3 separate regions of the Zea mays genome follow, and regions 1 and 2 are each linked to region 3. Evidence: chromatin contacts called from public Hi-C data. All regions are on one chromosome and are shown on one strand. The core of a region is the stretch at or near the end of the contact, and the rest is flanking DNA. Distances in the headings are between cores, read along the strand shown. Region 1 holds the start of LOC100191202 (2-oxoglutarate (2OG) and Fe(II)-dependent oxygenase superfamily protein). Region 2 holds the start of LOC103651052 (probable methyltransferase PMT23). Region 3 holds the start of LOC100280904.

Evidence for each region. A called contact is a pair of places that touch in the nucleus more often than the background predicts.
Region 1: a Hi-C map of bundle sheath shows a contact between it and region 3, with 2.8 times the contacts expected there. The contact joins the promoter of LOC100191202 here to the promoter of LOC100280904 in region 3. A contact is called at or near these places in 2 of 25 Hi-C or Micro-C datasets (bundle sheath and ear).
Region 2: a Hi-C map of endosperm shows a contact between it and region 3, with 4 times the contacts expected there. The contact joins the promoter of LOC103651052 here to the promoter of LOC100280904 in region 3. A contact is called at or near these places in 3 of 25 Hi-C or Micro-C datasets (ear, endosperm and tassel).

What each region holds. Positions count from the first base shown.
Region 1 is chr3:188,363,755-188,368,316 of Zm-B73-REFERENCE-NAM-5.0, forward strand. It overlaps LOC100191202 (2-oxoglutarate (2OG) and Fe(II)-dependent oxygenase superfamily protein), which reads left to right and starts at 2,557. Exons shown (of 2, transcript NM_001136637.1): 1 at 2,557-3,553; 2 at 4,106-4,540. The coding sequence starts at 2,690. The coding sequence ends at 4,423.
Region 2 is chr3:188,600,595-188,604,672 of Zm-B73-REFERENCE-NAM-5.0, forward strand. LOC103651052 (probable methyltransferase PMT23) reads right to left here and starts at 2,734. Exons shown (of 9, transcript XR_004857323.1): 1 at 1,639-2,734; 2 at 916-1,065; 3 at 380-650; 4 at 122-232.
Region 3 is chr3:189,202,601-189,206,999 of Zm-B73-REFERENCE-NAM-5.0, forward strand. LOC100280904 reads left to right here and starts at 3,139. Exons shown (of 2, transcript NM_001153824.2): 1 at 3,139-4,358. The coding sequence starts at 3,199. It overlaps LOC103651056 (TOM1-like protein 6), which reads left to right. Exons shown (of 9, transcript XM_008676654.4): 9 at 1-502. The coding sequence ends at 242.

The DNA of each region.
Region 1 (4,562 bases), core at 1,307-3,806, 840 kb before region 3:
TCATTTAATACATCCATTTCTCAAAGCTAGCATTCTTTTGATCCATGGATTATAATATAAACATGTGTAATATTTTTATGGATTTATTCAATGTCTAATGAGCTATAGATAGAATCCATGTCTTCTATAGTTTAAAAAAGTTCCAAATCTTTAAGTTATGATCTAGGATGAATTTAACCGAATAAAAAATTTGAGTAGACTTGCATTATTTTAGGACATTAATTGTGACATGTATTTAATTACAATCCATACTAATTCAGAGCTAGATTGGGGTGTAAACGAACAATACCTAATAAAGTGGCTAAGGACACTCAGAAACCCGTTTCCCCCTGTCTTCTTTAGGCGTCGGTTTAAATAATAGGCACACGTGGACTGTCCTCTGTCCAACAATAACAAAGCACTCGGCATCACTGAACATGATCCTCACAACACAAGGCACTAAGTTGACATGCCCCCCGCACACACGTTTCCATATTCTAAGCATGGTGGCCACAAAAAGGAAACACGAAAGGCGAGCCCCCGGTCTGTGATTGGAATTTGGGTTGCATGTTCAGATGCTTGATCGGCTTTCTCTGCATCTCTTAACTCCCATCACAAAGTAATTAATTAATCAATTTAACCGAAATGACACGCGGAAGCGTGCCGTATCGTAACTCGCAAGTAGAGTACGTGCGTGCACATGGAAGGCAGAAAAAATTTCATGCCTCGTGCGCTCCCCGTTCAACGGAAGCCACCAAGCGATCCACGCATGCAGCATGCTGATGGATACAGCAAAAAATGATAGCGGAAACCGATATTTTTCCGAGGGAATCTCATTTTGTTTTTCGTATCAACGTGAGCCAGCAAATGCAAACTAGTAGATCGTTCCAGGTAGGGATGAAAACGGTCGGAAACGGTCTGTAAACACTAAAACCATTACCGTTTTCATATTTTTTTCGGAAACAAAATCGAAAACGGTAACTCCGGAAACGGAAACGATATCGGTATTTCGGAAACATCGGAAACAAAAGTTCGGTGCGAAAAATATACCGGTAACGATCGAAATCTAAAATACGATCGGTAAACATATCAAACTTCACAATAAAACAAAATTGACAAAAGATCACAAATACCACAAGTTCACAAGGATCACAAATTTATAATATAAAAAGTTTATAAAGATCACAAGTTCACAATATAACAAGTTCACAGTATAACAAGTTCATAAAGATCACAAGTTCACAATATCCACTCGATTTAGTTGACATGGCATGCTTACTCATGAAATATTTTTCCCTCACATAAAGGGTTTTTTCACAGCCTCACAAGAAAACCCTAAAATCTAGTGTGAAAAAGACAGATTGTCGGCTTTCTATCATTATATATTACTAATACATAACATGTGCATAGAAAATGGTGGATTCGTTCGAGAGACCAAATCGTTAATCTCAACTGCCTTCCAACACCATCTAACCCTAAAAAAAAAATTAAAGCATCCAAAAAATACAAAAATAAGTAATCCTTATCCAAAAATGTATAGGCGATGCGAAAAAATCATATGCTGGAAAATTCCGAAAAAAATCCGAGACGCAATTCCGGAAATTTCCGAGAGACAAATCCGGTAATTTCCGACAAAAACCGGTAACCGATGGAAACGGTCGGTAAAACACCACGCCGATTCCGATACCGATTCCGATAGAAAATTCCGAAAACCGATTCCGTTTTCGAAAAATACCGTTACCGGTGAATCCGATCGAAAAAAATCAAAATCGGTTTCCGGAATTCTGAAAAATTCCGAAACCGTTTTCATCCCTAGTTCCAGGCGCAGCACGGCGGCTTAAATCTGAAGTCATCACTGAGGTGTCAGCTCTCCACGGTTTAGGGTTTCAGATGGTTTCATGCAGTTATTCCTCTCACTTATCAGATGGGATGTTCCTAAAACATCCGACTTTTATCACAAATCTAATATTTTAGCATAGATATACGTAGAATTTAAAGCTAATTTTTGGCAATGTTATTAAGAATATTACATAGTATTTAAATAATTTTTTTATATTTTTTATGTACATTATTTTCTCCCTACAATAAAAAAGGTGAAAAAACATCCGAATCCGTATTCGAATAGACATCCGAATTTTATATCAATTATTTAAAAAGATATATAATGAATTTAATGTTAGTTTTTTGTGAAGATTAATAGTCTTAATGCTAAAAACAAGAATATAAATTTACATAGCAAATTCTATATGTTATTTGTTCATAAAGAAGAAACAAGACCGAAAATTTGACATCTAAATAAATATTCGGATCCATCACTAAATTTCTTTTATACTTAGAAAAACCGAACTGATGTCTTGACCCCTCCAGTTTTTTTTTTAAAAAAAAGCAGAATGAAGCAGCAGAATTCTGATATAGGGGAGTTTGTTGCCTTGTTGGAAACAGGGCCAGTAGGCCGTGCTCCGTGCTCCGGCCCACTTGCCAGCTTCACCGGTCCAGGTCGCCGCAATTCGCAAAAACTGGCCCACCACGGAGCCAGAAGGCGTGTCCACACAAACGGACAAACCAGACCAACACGAACCGGATAAAGGCCGCCCTCCTCGCAGTACAGCAAACGGCGGCCAACAACAACCACCCCGGTACACGCTTCCCACCAAAAGCAACCCTGACCCTGACCTGCGCTGCCTGTGACCCCGCCGATCCGAGCGTCTCCATGGCCGCTTCGTCCTCCGAGGCTGCCACAGCCACGCCCACGACCACCGTCGGACTCGGAGGGAGCGGGACCCCAGGCCCTCCGCCGCCAACGCCATCGAACCACCACGCGGCGCCGTCCTCCGCGGCTGGTGGGGCCACGGACGCCTCGCTCTCTGCTTTCCTGCACCGCCTCCTCCTCTCGTCCCCGGCTCCACAGCTACGGTCTCCACTCGCAGCTCGGTCGCAGGCGTCGCCGCCCTCGCTTCCGCCTCTCGTCTCGCTCGAGTCCCCCGACCAGCGCGCCCTCCGCAACGCCGCCGACGTGGGCTACTTCCACCTCGCCGGCCACGGCATCCCTTCGGGGCTACCGTCGTCCGCGCTCGCCGAGCTGTCCCGGATCGACGCGTCCACGCGCCTGGAGTCTAATCTTCGCACGCTCGGCTTCTCCGTGGAGGAAGGGGAAGAGCAGGATGTGGACGGCGGCGCCGACGATCCCGCGGTAGTGTTCGACGCCTGCGAGGGGGACTTGGACGCGCTCCCGGCTGCGGCGGAGTACGCGCGTCGGATGAAGGACGTGGGCATGCGGGTTGTCGCGCTTCTCTCCGGGTGCCCCGACACGGGCTTCCGGGAGAAGCCCTTCGCGGAGGGGAGGAGGAAGCCGCGGTGCCTGCTGTGGGCCTCCCGGGTCTCCACCGCCGATACGGCACCTCCGGCCGTCGGGAAGGCGAAGGCGTACCCGTACGTCGTGGCGCTTCATTGCCAGTGGGAGGCATCAGGGCAGGAAGAGGCGCCGCCAAGCTGGGTTATGAACCACGGCGGCGAGTGGACGGCAGTGGCCGCCCGCGACGACGCGATGCTTGTCACCGTCGGCGACATTGCCCAGGTGCAAATCTCTCAGATATTTCATGAACATTAGTAAGTAACTGAAATTTGCAATAGCATCTCCCGAAAAGAAAGCAGAGATTACATAAGCACCGTAACTGTTCTTATCGTCTTGATCTGGTCAAAGTTTATAGACCATTCATTTAGCGCTCTAGTAAAGGCTAGAGGTAGTAGTGTCATTGCAACAGAACGTACAGCATCGAGCGGCAGAGATGGCGAGCATCCGTTTTGTTTATGCAGCGGCCAGCGCCCAGCGGCATCAAATTCTAAAGTAGGTTGCGCATAACTTCACCACCCAGTTTTGATTTTTGACCCAGTTAGGCAATCAGGTCCCATGTCTGCATCAGCTGGTGTGTATCACTCATTGATCATCGCCCAATTTGGAACACATAAATCCACACAAAAAGAAGTCAAGCATCTCTGCTTTTCAAACACACACACACAAACAAAAGTAACACCATCGTGTCATATGAGCTGTTCTTCACTCTTCAAGCAGCATACAGCAGCAGCACTTACCTTTTGTTGCCATGATTCCTTTTGGCTCGCGTGCTAGGTGTGGAGCAATGGCAAGTTGAAGAAAGTGAGAGGGATGGCTCGCCCCACATCCGCACCACCCATGGCGGCGCAGCATGGCGAGACCGACCGTCTGTCGCTGACGGTCCTTATCACTCTGCCTTTGGACAATATCGTCTCGCCCTTGGTCCCGCTCTCCAATGCGGCCGGAGAAGGCCGCGAGGCCGAGGCAAACGGTGCCGGAGCCGACGACGAGGATGGATGGAGGTTTCACTCTTTCCTACTGGAGGACTATGCGTGGAGGGTGTACAACCAGCGGCTTCAGTTCAAGGATCCATTGGTCCGGTATCGGATATGATATTTGCCGCGATGATCTATAGCGCTTCTTTTTTTCCTTTTGGTGTGCCAATATGCAACTCATGTCATGTGTGACTTCGTGTTGTGATCTACTATTTGCCTTCGGAGTGGTTTGAGTACATCCCGCCTTGGGTTTCAAT
Region 2 (4,078 bases), core at 1,484-3,983, 600 kb before region 3:
TGAGATACTAGGGTGCATAACTACAAATTCCTAAGGTGCATAATTTGATTGAGATACTAATGATATGCTGGAGGTTCTTATTGATGAAAACCATATGAGGCAAAAGATAGTGGTCACAAACCATTCCAATCATCTATATCTCTTGGGTTTTTGCGATAGACAGGTGTTGCAGACCAAATGTAATACCCTCCAGGCCTGAGTACTCTATTGAGCTCCAACAATGGTTTTCCACCTGCATGCCACAAATAGAGTAGCGTTACAAATTGTATGGTATCTCACACATCACATTAAAACAGTGTACAAAATAAGTAGACAATGTTGTGTTGAATAAAATAAAGAGAAGAACTACATGAGAATATAAGTGTTCCAAAATACTTGCCATCAGCATACCAGTGGACCCTACACCTTGCACAGTGGATGACATCAAATGAATTATCAGGGAAAGGAAGCTTTTGTGTTCCAATCACTGCCAAAAATGCTGGAATCCCACGCTCCAGTGCAAACTGTATCTGAGCTTCATGCTCATCTTTGGGTGCAACAGACATGGTAATGACATTCCTATCAAGCAAATATCCACCAAAGCTGGCCACACCACATCCAACATCAAGGACAGTTCTTGTATGGATTCCCCATTGAATGTTTGGTAAAATCTATAAAAACAATAGCCGCAAGTCATGAGTTATTACGACAAAGACAAGGGGGAACATTATATTTGTCGTGTTTGAGTAACTTTTCCAATTTGTGATCACATCCAAGGATGCAAGTATGCCTTTTCTTTTGACATAATGGGACTTCAATGAAGATACTACAAAAATATCAGTAATATACTGAACTTCTATGAGAAAGCAGGATGACATGCAAGCATATATGCTCGGACATAGCTGGAATTACATAAAGAGCATAAGTAATAGCTACCTGTTCAATGAATTTAATGTATGAAGCCACGCCATTTTTGAATTGAGTCCCACCTCCAGGGAAAACAAAATAGTTACCAGACTTCCTGACCCAGTTCTGGTCCTTCTTGTATTCCACTAACTTTGGATGAGGAACATTATTATACCAAATCTGAAATTAGAGTGGAATGTAATATTACGAGGTAGTCAGCAATTGTATACTTTACTGAATGTTGAACAAAGTAACTATAAAGCATAAACTAGGTACATTCCAAATTTGAGCATTATAGATATGTGATAAGTCTGCATTTAAAGAAAAGGGATACTCAATATCCATGCATTGAATTTTCATACAGCATGGCCATGTTCCACAGGGTCATTCATGGGAATGACAAAAAAAGTTTGAATCAGTGCATGTTTTTTTAGGGATCTGCATCATTATATGTTACCGCTAACCAATGGAAGCATGAAATTCCCAACCTGGCAGCGCGCTTTATGTACAGCACTACAGCTCAATAGATGACATCCAAGATCTATAAAAGAGCTCTACTACCCTTTTGAGGCATGTGTATACTATTCAGTTTCGAGAATGTTAAAACTGTGTGCTCAATCGGGTATTTGGATCTGACAATCAAGTCGCTGGCAGATTACAGTGCATCCTAATCAGAGCATAGGAGCGCAGATTAGCATATTAAATTACTATAACCAGTAACCACAACTCATCCATTGGGGAATAAACAAGTACCAGTGAAAAAATCTTTCTCGACGAAGCAAGCAAAGCAGGCGTCCTCACCATGTCACGGCTGCGTGGCCACGGCACCGGACGCCGGTACCTCTCGGGCAGCGGCACGAGGCACCTCGGCCTCGGATCTGTCGGGCAGTGCCTCTCCCGGTGCTCCATGTGCCGCAGCGACTTGAGTGCCTTGACCGCCTTCACGTTGTCGAGGCAGGGGATGTAGTCCGCGGCCGCCACCCCCTTCCCCACCTTGCACAGCTCCCACGATGGTAGCTCCTCCACGGCGCCGCCGCCGCCTTGCCCCTCCTCATCCCTCTCGCTCGAGACTCCCGCGGCTGTCTCACCGTTGCCTGCCGATCCACTCGCTTCAGTGGCGGCAGGGGGCATGCCGTGATCTGGTTGGGACACATCAGCCTTCGCGTCGCCAGCAGCGGCGGTGGTATCTGGCCTAGGCGGGTCAGCCGTGCTGTTGCTGACCGCATCAGACGCGATGGCGGTTCCGACTACGGGCGGAGATGCGTCAGCAGAGACGCGATCAGCAGAAGTGTTGCTGCTGACCCAGTTGGAGACAACAGAGGTTGGGGTCTCAGGTGGAAATGCGTTAGAGGAGACGGCAGCAATTGAAGCTTGAGAGGAGAGGTGGGAAGAGGAGGAGGAGAAAAACGGGAGCGCTGTCGGTGCGGGGCTGAAGAGGAGGAAGAGAGAGGATACGACAATGAAGAGGGTGACGGCGGCGACGACAACAACTGGGCGCTTGCGAACAGAAAGGAAGGAGTAGATGGCCATTCCTCCTCTGGTTCGGAGGTGGTGAACGGGAACCGGGACTGCGGGGAAGATCTGCGGCGGCGGGGGAAGGAAAGGAAGCGCACGGCCGTATGCGGTGGTGCACTGGTGCGCCCGGTGCCCGTGTGTGCTCTGCGGATCTGCATGCCGCAGTTGCAGCCTTGCGGGTCCGGCGTTGGGAAGATTTGTTTTGAGTATAGTACCCCCTCGGCCCCATAAAAAAAGAGTCTCATTTTCGTTTGTAGACGAGTTAAAAAAATTGTTAGTTTTTAAAGAAAATATAAATAAACAAATGTATAGAATAAAAGGTCTACTTGGCTCCCTCAACTATTAGTGTTTCACATGCTCACCTATAAAACCACTTATTCTACTTTTAAACTATTAAAAATCATCTACTACCAGCGTTCTCAAATATTTATCATTCGCTAGTTTGCTTTTAACTAAACCACGATAATTAAAAAAGAACGGAAGGATTAAATAACCCTAACATGTTTTTAAAATAGAGCATCTTCAAGAGACTCTTTATTTCTTTTCTATCTGTTTGACTCTCTATTTGTCTTTTCATAAAGATTACACTTTATATGTAACATCTTGTAATACCCAAAATGTATAAAATGATAATATAGTTGATCTCATTATTTCGTGTGCCATCTTATCATTATAACAAGAGAATAACTATAAATAAGAATGAGTAATTAAAACCAATGACACTTAAAAAAATATACATCATGCTGGGATTTATGGAGTGTGTGCATTTGGTGACAAATAAATCAACATTCAAATTGAGGATTTAATACCTACTTTGAATAAATAGAATAGAAGGAGAGAAATACTATATAAATCACAAAATAAAACTTATTAATAAAATTTTATATTGGCAAGTTCAAATTTAATATCTAACCAAATTACAAATTTGCCACAAAAATAATTTCTTTTAGAGTTGAAGTTTTGAATTTGGAAAGGAATAAAAGAATAATAAAAAAAAAGAGAAAGCAGTTTTCAGTCGAGTGGGCCTCTAGTCCCTCCATTCAGCCCATCTTCGGATTCACCCCGCTAGCCCACGTTCCCTCAGCTCGCGCAGCCAGGTCCCACACGTCCAGCCCACTGCCAACTCTAGTCTCTCGCCGACTAGTGGTCCCGTTGGCTGCTCCCTCGCGTGCACACGGTCTTTGGCTGGTGGCCCACTGGTCAGGCTCTGCTATCGCGTGCGCCCAGGTCACCCTCACCGCTGGGTGGGGTATCGCGGCCGGTACGTCGTCTTCACCATGCCGCAAAGCACGGACTCCGCAGGTATGGCTGCCGTGATTCTTGGTCGGATCCGCGGCACCAGGAGAAGATTAGGTCTAGCCGCGGGGTATAAGGCCCTCCCCACCTCGTTCGCTCCTAGTCTCCGGGGTAGGGGTGGATATCGAGCCAGCTCGGCTCGGCTCGACCGAGCTCGAGCTGGCTCGTTAAGAAAACGAGCTGGCTCGGCTCGACTCGTTAAGGAACCGAGCCAGAGAACCAGCTCGGCTCGGCTCGTTTGCGAGCTCGAGCTGGCTCGTTTAGCTCGCGAGCCACAACAAAAAATAGTATACATGTATATATACAACAATATAATCAATTGCTAGTTAATTTTATACTAATTTAACACTAGAAAAGACTAACAATACTCATAATTTTATAT
Region 3 (4,399 bases), core at 1,889-4,388:
TTCAGCATAGCAATTCTGTGGCTTCACCGAGCAATGGTCAGATTGCAAATCAAGCACAAATGAATGTGAATCAACAACCAAAAGATTCTTCGGCAGCATCTAGCAGACCATACTACATACCTGATAATCTATTCAGTGATTTGATCGATGCAAAAAGTTTTGGCGGTGGAAACAAGATGGGCGGGCCCACTACAATGGGTAGCTCAAATGGTGGCCAGCCTATGATTGGTGGAAAGAAATAGGGTTATTTGTCTATATATATACAGCTGATGGTGATCGGTAGCTGCCTTGTTATTTATTATGATTACTTTGTCTGGTGTACATTTGTACTTGTATATCGCCATTCCCCCTTTTGACAGATTTGGCTGCATTGGTTGATTCGTGGGTGCAACTGTTAAGTTTAACAGAGATATGGACAATTGCTCATGTACATAAATGATTAGCATTTGCTCCACTGAGGTGGATGGTTGTGATGAAATCTGTTGGTATTGAATTCTTCTGAGTTCTCATCTCTTGAATTGTTGCATGCTCCATAAGGTAAAATCCTGTTATGAGCTTGATTCCCTTGACCTCAGGTCTGGTTGGTGAAGACACGGGCTCACAGAACCGACAAGGAACGGTCGGGCGAGAGAGGCAGTCACAATTGTTAGCCAATAGCCATGGCTGGACTGGGCCACTTTTAGAATCTTGGGTCAACCTAACCCATGATGTTCTATGCCTATATATGTCCTTCAGAGAAAAAGAAAATTCTATACTTAGCTCATGAATTGGCTGGCATTTTTATTTGGCTATTACTCCATCTTGAAATATAGCATATTTTCTGTCCTAAGTCAACCCACTTTATGTTTAACAAAATTTATAGAGGAACGTATTAACTTCTACCACGATAAAAAAGGGAGCTTATCTGATATAAAAGTATTATCATTCTTTTCTATAAATGCAATTAAATTTGAGGTGGATTGACTTGGGACACATGAAGATACAGCATGTGTCTTGCCAAAGAATGGTAGTAGTACTCAGGAAGCGTTGATTTTATTAGGTGCAATACACTGCTGAACGCAACTTTCTCAGTATCAATGAAGGATGGGAAATCTAAGCCATCGTTTTACATGCTTTTTTAAATAGAATAGAAAGTGACTGTTACATTGTCAGCACGTACACGATACAATGCCAAAGTTCCGTTCAAATTTCCAAGACGGTCTGGGCCTTACAGAAAATTATGTCCGTTGTCAGAGTCTCAATTTAGCAGCGGCAGCAATGGCAATCTATTCAGGTATTAACGTTCGAAATCTGTTTGAATTTACTCTATTCGAGACACAATATATGAGTTAGACAACGACCATTTCTTTTCCAAGAACATCATATTTTTTTTTCTTTCCTTGCCAAGCACGATGGCACTGCGACCATTACTCGTCTTCGCTGAATTACCATTTCCGAACGGCGATCCTATTCCTGCCACAGGATTAAACTCTTGCCAAGCACGATGGCACTGTGTGAGTTGAATTCGCAGTGGCGGAGGACAGTGAAGGGCTGAACCCCCTCGAACACCGTCGCGTTCGAACCAGCGATGCGCACACTTCAGCTTTTAGAGCATCACGGCATTTGGCTCTCCACTGGCCGAAACTCTGGATTCTGAACGTGGTGTGTGTGTGTAACCATGTGACCAGCAGAAGGCTACGTCAGTGCAACCTTTGAGTTGAGGATCGCCACATGATGGATCCTGCCGGAGATTCAACCGACATGACTACTGCCAACCGGTTCTTCAAATGACACTGATGAGCACAAAACGCTGCTGCTTTTGAGGATCGTAACATGGATCCAAGATGAGCTCAGCGTTAGGTCAGAGTGATCCTCCTTCGTCGACTTCGATCAGTCCCGTCCCGGAGCCTGAAGGTGATCGATCCGGACTCCAGCCCTCGGTTTCAGGAATCTCGGAAAGCGTGGTTGGCCATGAGTATACGTTTCCATTTGCGAGACTATCACAACACACGATTGCCAATTGTCGCCACTTACCGAACGAGAATTCAGAGAATTATTGGGTGTCAGGTATGGTAAGGCTGCACTCCGTACAGCAGTCCAAGATATCAGCCCGGCCGGCGCCGTATGAATACGATGTCACCGTTACCTAATCATCTCAAAATGTTTTCATTGAGCTTCACGTTGAATCCGGTCTGAATGCGAGAGTGCCAGGGAACCTGGGCACCTGTGACCTGTCGCAGGCAGGCATGCCATGCCATGGCTAGAAACGTGGACACGAATCCGTGCCTGTTTCTGCGCAGCGTTTGCGATCATGGCGCCGAGGCGAGCTGATGATGGTTACCGGCATCGGTGAGGGATAGCCAGACGTGGGGCGAGCACCCCGGCCGGCGAGAGGGCGGGTCACCCATGGCGCCAATTGTTACGCTTTCGCCTGATGTCACCAGTCCCATTCACTGCCTCAAGCAAGGCTGAGGCGACATGCCGCGAACAAAGAGTCCTGGCCAGCGCGAGCGCGACGGCCGGAACGTACGTATAGCGAACCATGGATTCAGACCCTGGAGTGGAGAACCAGGTACTGCAGCAGGTTCGTTGCATTCGATTCAGGCTTGGACATGTACATACATGGTTTTGGTTCAGGCTGACTCCTATTCTGGATCCGAGCACCTGAGTGAGTTAGGCCAAGAAGAAGCCCCCCGCGAGCGTGAATGCCGTACAACTTCTTGGCATAGCAGCTTGTCTTGGACGCCTAAAACCATCGGCAGATACACAACAAGCCAGTAAACTCTGCCTGCGATCTGACCCGTCCGTCGTGGCTGCAGCGTAACCGTAACCGTAACCGGCCAGGAAATAGATACAGGAGAATGGATCAATGGATGGCCGTCGGCTTCTGCGTCAACACATGTCACGCAGTGACAGTGCCGAAAGTTACGTCTCGGCTTGGATTTGGATCCGCCGGCCGCCTTCCTCTGTTGGCCTGATACGCATAGCGCTTAGGAGGGAGAAGGCTGCTTGCCTGCTCGGCTAACAGCCTAACAGCAAGCCACATATCTGGCTTGCGGCCACACCCATCGTTGTCGGGCATTGATGAATGGTGCCGGTTCGCCTTAACCGCCGGAGCTAGCTCTGCATAAATATAATACGAACAGCTCGATCTCAAGTGAAGTGGCAGCAGCAAGCACCACGGAGAGGGACACGACTCCTCTCCCTCCCTCCCTCACCATGCCTTCCCCTTCCTCGGCCCACTGGCTGAGCCTCGTCGGGAGCATCTGGCTGCAGACCATCAACGGGCCCAACGCGGACTTCCCCGTCTACTCGTCGCAGCTCAAGGACCTGAAGCACATCACGCAGGTGCAGCTCAACTTCCTGGCCTTCGCGTCCGACGCGGGCAAGCTCTTCGGCTGGTTCTCCGGGGTGGCGGCGCTGCACCTGCCGCTGTGGCTCGTGGCCTTGGTCGGCGCATCCTTCGGCCTCGTCGGCTACGGGGTCCAGTACCTCTTCCTCGACAGCGCCGCCCTCCGCTACTGGCACCTGTTCCTGCTCACCTCCCTGGCCGGGAACGGCATCTGCTGGATCAACACCGTCTGCTACCTCCTCTGCATCCGCAACTTCGGCAGCAGCCGCAGCCGCGTCGCCGTGAGCCTCGCCGCCAGCTACCTCGGCCTCAGCGCCAAGGTCTACACCAGCCTGGCGGACTCCATACCCGGCCACCAGGCCACCTCCAAGGCCAAGACCTACCTCCTCCTCAATGCCGTCGTGCCCATGCTCGTCACCGTCGCGGTGGCGCCGTCGCTCAGGGCGGTGGACCTCACGGTCACGGGCGAGGGCCAGGCGGGGGCCAGCACGGACGCGGCATTCCTCGTCATGTTCGCCATCACGCTCGCCACGGGGGCCTGCGCCGTGGTTGGCAGCATCGGCTCCTCCACGTCCGGCGGCGGGCTGTCGTCGAGGGAGCACGTGGTCAGCCTCGCCGTGCTGCTGGCCACCCCCGTGCTCATCCCGCTGGCGCTCAGGGTCCGGGAGAGCCTGGACAGGATACGGGAGACCAAGCGGGAGAACAGGATCTACGACCTCGGCACCGACGACGATGGCGTCGTCGTCGACGTGGCCGCCACCGCCGAGAGCAAGGACGGAGACGGCGGCGTCACGGAGAAACCGCAGGAGGAGGTCGACGGCCTCCGGCTGCTGAGGAAGCTCGACTTCTGGCTCTACTTCTTCAGCTACATGTTCAGTGGCACCCTGGGCCTGGTGTTCTTGAACAACCTGGGACAGATAGCCGAGTCGCGGCGGCTCGGCCAGACTTCCACGCTCGTCTCGCTGTCGTCTTCGTTTGGATTCTTCGGCCGCCTGCTCCCGTCCTTCTTGGACTACTACTCCGCGAAGTAAGCACAAAGCTAATTTATATGAAGACTCGATCGGTAGT